Regions from separate parts of the Pan troglodytes genome. Here region 1 is linked to region 2. The links are chromatin contacts, called in public HiChIP or PLAC-seq maps. All regions are on one chromosome and are shown on one strand. The core of a region is the stretch at or near the end of the contact, and the rest is flanking DNA. Distances in the headings are between cores, read along the strand shown. Region 1 holds the start of ZNF335 (zinc finger protein 335). Region 2 holds the start of UBE2C (ubiquitin conjugating enzyme E2 C).

Region 1 (3,759 bases), core at 518-3,017, 160 kb before region 2:
CTGCTGGTTGCAAGGGATAGGGGATGAGGGTCCTAACCTATCCAGAGGCCTCCTGTTCCATTCCCTCAACCCAAAAGGGAAACCTAGGAAAGAAAACTTTACCTAAGAAAAGGACCAGATGAATCCCCTCATACACAAGTGCACACAAATAACAGCTCAAAGCACCCTTTGTCCTTTTTATTTTTATTTATTTATTTATTTTTTGAAGCGGAGTTTCTCTCTTGTCGCAATGGCACAATCTCGGCAACCTCCGCCTCTGGGGTTCAAGCGATTCTCCTGCCTCAGCCTCTCGAGTAGCTGGGACTACAGGCGCGCGCCACCACACCCAGTGAAATTTTGTATTTTTAGTAGAGACAGAGTTTCACCATGTTGGCCAGGCTGGTCTCGAACTCCTGACCTCAAGTGATCCACCGGCCTCAGCCTCCCAAAGTGCTGGTTATTACAGGTGTGACCCACCAAGCCCGGACCTTTTCTCCTTATTAATAGGTCTTCTCCTTAGGACTTTTTGTTTGTTTGTTTGAGACAGAGTTTCCGCTGTTGTTCCCCAGGCTGGAAGGCAATGGCGTGATCTCGGCTCACCGCAACCTCTGCCTCCCGGGTTCAAGCTATTGTCCTGGCTCAGCCTCCTGAATAGCTGGGATTACGGCATGCGCCACCATGCCCAGCTAATTTTGTATTTTTCGTACAGATGGGGTTTCTCCATGTTGATCAGGCTGGTCTCAAACTCCCAACCTCAGGTGATCCGCCCGACTCAGCCTCCCAAAGTGCTGAGATTACAGGCGTGAGCCACCGCGCCCAGCCTGCTTAGGAGGTTTTTTTGAGATTTCTTCCCCAAAAATTTGTATCTTTCAATTAAGGAAAATAGCCTATGGAACTACAGAGACTTAGGGACAAAAACCAGAGCGCCTTACTCCCTCTTGTGCTCTTCCACTGCAAACTGCTAAAAGTCTTAAAACAGAAGGTGACATTTCCGGAGGAAGGACATACCTTAAGGGCAGCTGACTTTTAATTAAAATTTTTTTTCTTTCTCCACTTTTAAAGGATAGGTAGTTGACTTGTATTTATTTATTTTTTGAAAGAGGGTCTCGCTCTGTCGCCCAGGCTGAAGTGCAGTGGTGTGATCACGGTTCGCTGCAGCCTCAACCTCCCAGACTCAAGCGATCCTCCCACCTCAGCCTCCCGAGCAACTGGGATTATAGGCACGCGCCACCATGCCTGGCTAATTTTTCTTTTTTTTTCTTTTTTTTGTAGAGATGGGGTCTCGCTCTTTTGCCCAGGCTGGTTTGGAACTCCTGGGATCAAGCGATTCTCCTGCCTTGGCGTCCCAAAGTGTTGGAATTACAGGCGTGAGTCACAGCGCCCGGCCTCAGCTCTATTAATGTTAACAAATATGTATACAAACCTAAGGGACAGGCATTAACTTCTTTCCATTTCCCCGACTCCTGCCATCCGTACTTGGCTCCTGAGTCCCTTTATTGGATGTGATTTTGGACCAGCCCTTCCCATACCCAGACCTCAGTTTCCCTATCTGTACAATAATTATACATTCCCTTCCCAACAAAACACATCAAACCTAACGGGCAGAGCTCGATTGGGTTGCAGCAGCGCGCTAAGTAATAAGTAATGAGTCAGGTAAAATGACCGACAACATGAATTACTCTTTGGCCAAGCCAAAGTCGCCCGCGGCCACACGCTCTTCCGGGCTGTTGTAGGAGGGGCGCGGCCAAGCCATCGGGAGCCACGCCCCCACCGGGAGCCACGCCCCCACTGGGAGCCACGCCCCAAGAGAGCGGGGCGCGCATTCGCCGCGCCCAACCCTGCGGCCTAGGGAAGGGACCAGAATGACATCACAACCACTTCCTACGTAACACTCCGCCAAGAGATAAAGTAGTCCCCAAACCATAGTGGGCTCAGTGCCAAACACCGGGCGACGTATAAAGTCCCAGAGTCTGTTCAGACCCGATTATGGTTTTGAGGCCTCGGAGCGACCTTCCGGAACACTGAAAATGTGTCTTTCCCGGGGCCAGCGGGGGAAGTAGTTCCGGCCTACAATAGGCCGATGGGTTCCTCCGCAGCGGAGGAAAGAGGATGGCGACCTCGTCGATGCCGGAGTCAGAGAGGAACGTGGCTACGAAAGCCTCGGGTGAGCTTCGGGTAGAGTCAGGCGGCCCCACCGTACCCTGCCGTGGAGTGAGGTCACACTGCGGGGATACCCGGAGGCGAGGTCCCAGGCCGGCGGGGCTGTCCGAACAGGGCCCCGGGGTCCCAGGCCCTTTAGTCGCTCTCGCACTTGCCTGAGCGGAAACCCGGCGCCACCACAAGATGGCGTCGGGCCTGGAGCACAGGCAGCGCCGGGGACAGCCCCAAATCGCCAGGCCCCGAGACCGTCGCTGTCAGCCCCCTCCGCAGGGGAACCGGGGGGGGGGGGGGGAGCGAACCACTGACCCAGAGGGCCAGCGGGCTGTACCACCGACCCTGCAACCCGGGGGGACGCGGGGGCCGAAGGGCTGAACCACTGGGCCCGGATGGGGCTCACAGAGCGGAACGCTCCACGAGAATCGTGGGGGCGAGGGAAAGGGTCAAGATTACCAGCCATTGACCACCCTCCCGGGAAGGGCCTTAGCCTGGGAAGCACAGCTTCTCCGTCAAGTTTTTCCCGAGCTCCCCTCGCAATACACCAGGAAGCTCCGCCCCGTCGGAGACTCAATCTTCGCATCTGCAAAATGGGCGCAGGGGTGCAAGTGGGTGGGCCGTGGTTGCCGGGGCTGGGGAGATGGCCCACTTGTTCCAGCCACGGTCACCTCTCTTCTCAGAGTGAAGTCCCCAGACCCTACGCCCCGCTGTCAGGCAGCCCGCCGATCAGATGGAGGAGAACGAGGTGGAGAGCAGCAGCGACGCGGCCCCTGGGCCTGGCCGGCCCGAGGAGCCCTCTGAGAGCGGCCTGGGTGTGGGCACCTCAGAAGCCGTGTCCGCCGACAGCAGCGACGCCGCGGCCGCCCCGGGGCAGGCAGAGGCCGATGACTCTGGCGTGGGGCAAAGCTCGGACCGCGGCAGCCGCTCTCAGGTATGGACCGGGCTGGACGGCGTGGGTGGAGGCAAGGACCGCGAGCAGCAGTGCCTGACAGCCAAGAGGAAACAAGGCTTGTTTGTAGCTAATACTTGGTGTTTCTGGTTTACTGTGAGCCAGGCACCAAGCCAAGCCCCTAAAGTGGATTTTCTCATTTGAGCTTCATACCTTCTAAGACACATACCATTTTTTCCCACATCTTATAGAAAAGGATGCCGAGGTACAGAGTGCAGACAGAGCCAGGATTCAAATCTAGGCTGTGGTCTTAGCTACTATACTACCCACAGTCCTCACACTTTGAGAGGCAGATGTCTAGGCCAGGAGTGGTAGCTCATGGCCTGTAATCCCAGCACTTTGGAAGGCTGAGGTGGGAGGATCACTTGAGCCCAGGAGTTGGAGACCAGCTTGGGCAAATAGCGAGACCTCATCTCTACAAAAAAAAAAAAAAAAACAAAACAAAAAAAAACGCAAGTACCCTGGGTTAAGACTGGGTCCTGCCTCCAGTTTACTGGGAGACCTCTTTGAGCCTCAGTATCCCGGCTACAGTAAAGCAGAAATACTTGCTTTCAAGGGTGCTTGATTGTGAGCTCCCACCAGACATCCTCTTGCAAACATTTTGTAAACCATCTCCTCCTGGCTGTGCCACTTCCTAGCCGTGTGATCTTGAGCAAGCTACCCAACATCTAGCTCTG
Region 2 (4,057 bases), core at 99-2,598:
CTCATCACTCTGATCCAAAATAAAGCAACCAAATTCATAGGCTAGAAATACCAAGAAGGGCGGGGAGTTGGGTGTGGGTAAAGCTTGGTTGGGGCTAGGAAGTAGGGACACACTGGATAGGGAGGGTCTTGTATGACTTCAGAGAAGTGTTCTAGAGATAACTTCGTGTGGGGGGATGGAATTGGGAGGAGGGACTGCTGGAAGAAATGGTGTAGGTGGGGCGTATGAACTTCTTTCCCAGGAGGGAGCAAATTACATTACCCCTATGTCTAGCAAAAAAGCTGACGGAAGAAAGGAGGCTACTGAAAATTGGATGGAAGGCTGGGGTTCTGGGCACTTAATCACTCACCATGAGGGTCATCAGCTCCTGCTGTAGCCTGAAAAAAGAGTATTCGGGGTTACCTGGGAGTCTGGATGGGCCAGGCCTCCAGACGGTGCATCTTCTCCCACCTGAATCTCAGGGGGAGCCGTCATGGAGGCTCCCCACATCACCAAGGTCAGGCTCAGCTCAGGGTACACTCACCAGATCCACAGGACGATCCTAGCGAGTCCTCACCCTCCCTAATTCCAGACTCCCTCGGGATGATTCTGGCATGTTCTTAATTCCCCAGGCTTTAGCATCTCTTCCTTGCCCGACTCAACTTCTCCCTTCCCCTGTCTCGGCCAAGTCACGAGGGTCCTTGAGCGTCTTCATCTAGGCCCACCAGGGAAGGAGTCTGGCAGCGCCCCTACCCTCCCATTCTCCTTCGGGAGAGTCTCAAAGAACGGTCTGAGCTCCTGGCCTGTCCCCCATCTCTCGAATCTCATCCGCGCAAGGAGGTGAGAGTCCCGGAAGTCTCCGCCCTCGACACCCATAACCAGGGGAATGCCAGGCCCCGAGCTCCTGGTGTGTTCTCCTGCACCCGCAGATCTCCCGCTCCAGGAGGTGGCGGCGGGGGGTGGTCCTAGAAATCTTTGCTCTGGGTACCAATGCCTAGGGCATGGCAGGCCCGGCGAGTGGTAAGCCGCATCACTCACCTTTTGCCCACCGGACCCCGGGCGGCGCCCCCGCTCGGCTCAGCTCCTTTACGGGCGGCGGCAACGCTAGTGGCGGCTGGGTCGCGGTTTTGGGAAGCCATCCGGGCGGCGTTGGCAGAGAGACAGGAACTCGGAGAACACGACTGCAACTGCAGGACTGCGGGCCCGCCCGCCCGCGTTTGAATTGTAACCCTCTGGGGGCGTCGACCAATCAATGGCTCGCTTGGGTTTGATCCAGCCAATGGGACGCTCCGGAGCGCTCTATTGCTGCGCCACTGCTAGACCTACCCACTGGCGCACCGCTATTGGGCGGCAGGATCCCGCTTCTGACAACCGATTGGTAGACGATGCTGCCATTAACTAACGAATCCGTAGCGAATTGGTGGCCTTTGGAAAACGCTAACCATTAAAGGGCCAAGAAAACGTCCACGTGGGATGAACCCCTCCTTCTGGCTACACGTCTTACTCCGCGTGGGAACACTCGGCACGCCCAGCCTTGATCCAATTTCCCTCGGGCAGGGAGTGCCTCCAATCCTGCAGCACTGGTACCCTCCCATCATTATAATCGCCTGGGCACCTTTGCTGCGTCCTAAGTATCTGAAAATCCCAGCGAGGGGAAAAACTAAAGGCTGATGGCCAGAGCAGCAGGCTCCCTATTAGAAAACATAGGTCCATACATCTCCGCAGAGATGACAGAAATAAAAAAAGGCAACATTGGTTCAGGCCGGTCGCAGTGGCTCACGTCTGTAATCCCGAACACTTTGGAAGGCCCAGGCAGGAGGATCACTTGAACCCAGGAGTTCGAGACCAGCCTGAGCAACAGGATAGGGAGACCTGTCTCTACTTAAAAGAAAAAAAGAAAAAAAGAAAAAAAAAAGGCTGGTGAGGTGGCACGAGCCTGTAGTCCCAGCTACTGGCGAGGCTGAGGCGGGAGAATCGCTTGAGGCAGAGGCTGCACTCTAGCCTGGGCAACAGAGCAAGACTGTCTTCAAACAAACAAAAACCCCAACAACACAGGTTCATATCCTGTATATCCTACCTCCCCAGTGGGTAGTGTGTAACCTTGGGGCGGGTCCTTTAGTATCTTAACCTGTAAAATGGGAGCAATAAAAGCCAACTCTATTTTTCATATGATCTGTCATCAAACTCCATCGCATTCTGCCATGTCCTTACATTAGCTGGGTAAGGAAACTACAAATGGGCAAAGGGAAGACGGGCAGGGTACATGGTGCTCCCAGGTTGGTCTTATCAAGCCTGGCTCTATACTGTTATGGGTGAGGGTTATCTCGTCCTTTTTTCCTACACCCACTTCTAGAGCCCTTGATGTTCTGTCAATTCCCACAAGGTAGAGGGCACAGCAGGTTCACCATCTGTGTTTACTACAAACTGTTTAATTGTTTCTTATCCCAATAACTTTACAAATATAGAACCACATGCTAGTCTGGGGGTGCTGTGCAGTGAGTCACTACAAACTCGCTCAGGCACAGCTTAATGCCGCTGAGATCCATCTAGGAGCAGTCCCAGCGGTGGCCTCGGCCACGTGAGGAAGAGGGCTTTGGAGGAGGGCTGCCAAGGGTGGCCAGGGGACCCGGCCTCAGGTCTGTGGAGGTGCTTCAACAGCACGATGCTCATTCTCTGTCCGTAGTGTCTCCATATACTTTCTCATCTTCTCCACCATCCAGGAGGGTAGGACAAAGGATTTCAATTCCTCTAGCTTCAGATCCAGGCATCCTCTGGAACAGACATTGAAGAGAGAAGTTGGGGGAAGTGAGGATGTAGGCCCTGCCTCATTCTAGGGGCTATTTGGAGGCAGGGAGAGGAGAAGGGGCAGGAGACCCACTGGTTTTACCTGTAATCATCACTGGCCGCAAGGTCCCGGATGTCCTCCTCGATGAGGAGGTAGGCCTGAGGCAGGAGCAAGGGAGAGTGGTCATTGCCTGATTCATTTCACTCCAACTCAGTAACACTTCATTAAACATCTGCTTAATGTAAGGCCTGCTACTAGGTGGAAGCAGGGGATGCGGTTTACAATTTAGTACGGAAGAGTAAGTGGGGAGGGATGGGAATGGTTCCTTGAGACAATCTTTTACTACAGTAGATGCTTCATGGATGGGAGAGTAGGGACTGGTGACTTATTTATAGCCTTCTCTTTTAAAAAAGGACCCATTTCTCTCTTGAATGGTGTGGTGAAAATTAAGAAAAAAAAAAAAAAAAGAAAAAAAAGGGATCCACCATTGCTCCTACACCCTTTGGTTAAGATCAAGTATACGAAAGGACCCAAGGTGGGTTATAACAAAATGGCAAGAAAGCCAGCAAAATATATATGGAAACAGGAAATCAGGAAGAGGAAACCATGTGCTCCCTCTGAGGACAAAGATAACTTGGTTTTGAACTTTGCGGCAAAATGGAAAACATGATAAACTGCTCTGCTGTCTAGTAATTGGCCTGTATTGTACTGGGGCCTGTAGAAATGCTTTGTCACAATGCCTCGGTCTACAGTGGGTGAGGGCCCTTTTGTGAACTTAACATATAGGAAGAGATGTTCATCATATTAGAAAGTCTTCTGTGGGAGACTTTCTAATGTTAGGGTCAGGAATAATTGTGTATTCCTTGAGTAATTTGTCTACATCTTATGGGCACTATGAACCATAACAGATCAGGTGTCCATGAGTGGGGCCTACAGCTGAATTTGCCAACATCTGTAGAAGTGCACAGGTCTCCCAGGTCAGCAATATAAAAAACACTTTTTTTTTTTTTTTAAAGAACTACTTTTACTGGTGGCTTAATTTTAGGTCCTGCCCCCACCCCCTACCACCTATTTCTTATTTATGTAATGTTGCATTTTATGTGCATGAAGCTTACCTGAAATCTTTTTTGAAGTAAAGCATAGGCATAAATAGAGTAGTAAAATAAAATAAAAGGTAGCTCTCACTGCCAGAAAGGAGATGGCATATCAGTTTGTAAGGCACTTAGATTCTAAAAGGAGCAGTACCTGTGGTGGGAGTGAGTGAGTCCTCAGGTGGGGGACATTGTGTGTGAT

The links. HiChIP or PLAC-seq counts read pairs in DNA pulled down with a chosen protein or histone mark.
Region 1: an H3K4me3 HiChIP or PLAC-seq map of stem cell-derived excitatory neurons shows a contact between it and region 2, with 3 times the contacts expected there. The contact joins the promoter of ZNF335 here to the promoter of UBE2C in region 2. A contact is called at or near these places in 2 of 7 Hi-C or Micro-C datasets (induced pluripotent stem cells and stem cell-derived neural progenitor cells), 1 of 1 datasets of contacts at active chromatin or transcription factors (stem cell-derived excitatory neurons) and 1 of 1 other capture datasets (stem cell-derived neural stem cells).

What each region holds. Positions count from the first base shown.
Region 1 is chr21:52,237,110-52,240,868 of NHGRI_mPanTro3-v2.0_pri, reverse strand. ZNF335 (zinc finger protein 335) reads left to right here and starts at 1,767. Exons shown (of 28, transcript XM_063802558.1): 1 at 1,767-2,143; 2 at 2,814-3,064. The coding sequence starts at 2,864. It also overlaps the pseudogene LOC742994.
Region 2 is chr21:52,077,077-52,081,133 of NHGRI_mPanTro3-v2.0_pri, reverse strand. UBE2C (ubiquitin conjugating enzyme E2 C) reads right to left here and starts at 1,348. Exons shown (of 6, transcript XM_514682.8): 1 at 1,018-1,348; 2 at 350-377. The coding sequence starts at 1,118. DNTTIP1 (deoxynucleotidyltransferase terminal interacting protein 1) reads right to left here. Exons shown (of 13, transcript XM_016938003.3): 12 at 2,867-2,922; 13 at 2,389-2,750. The coding sequence ends at 2,612.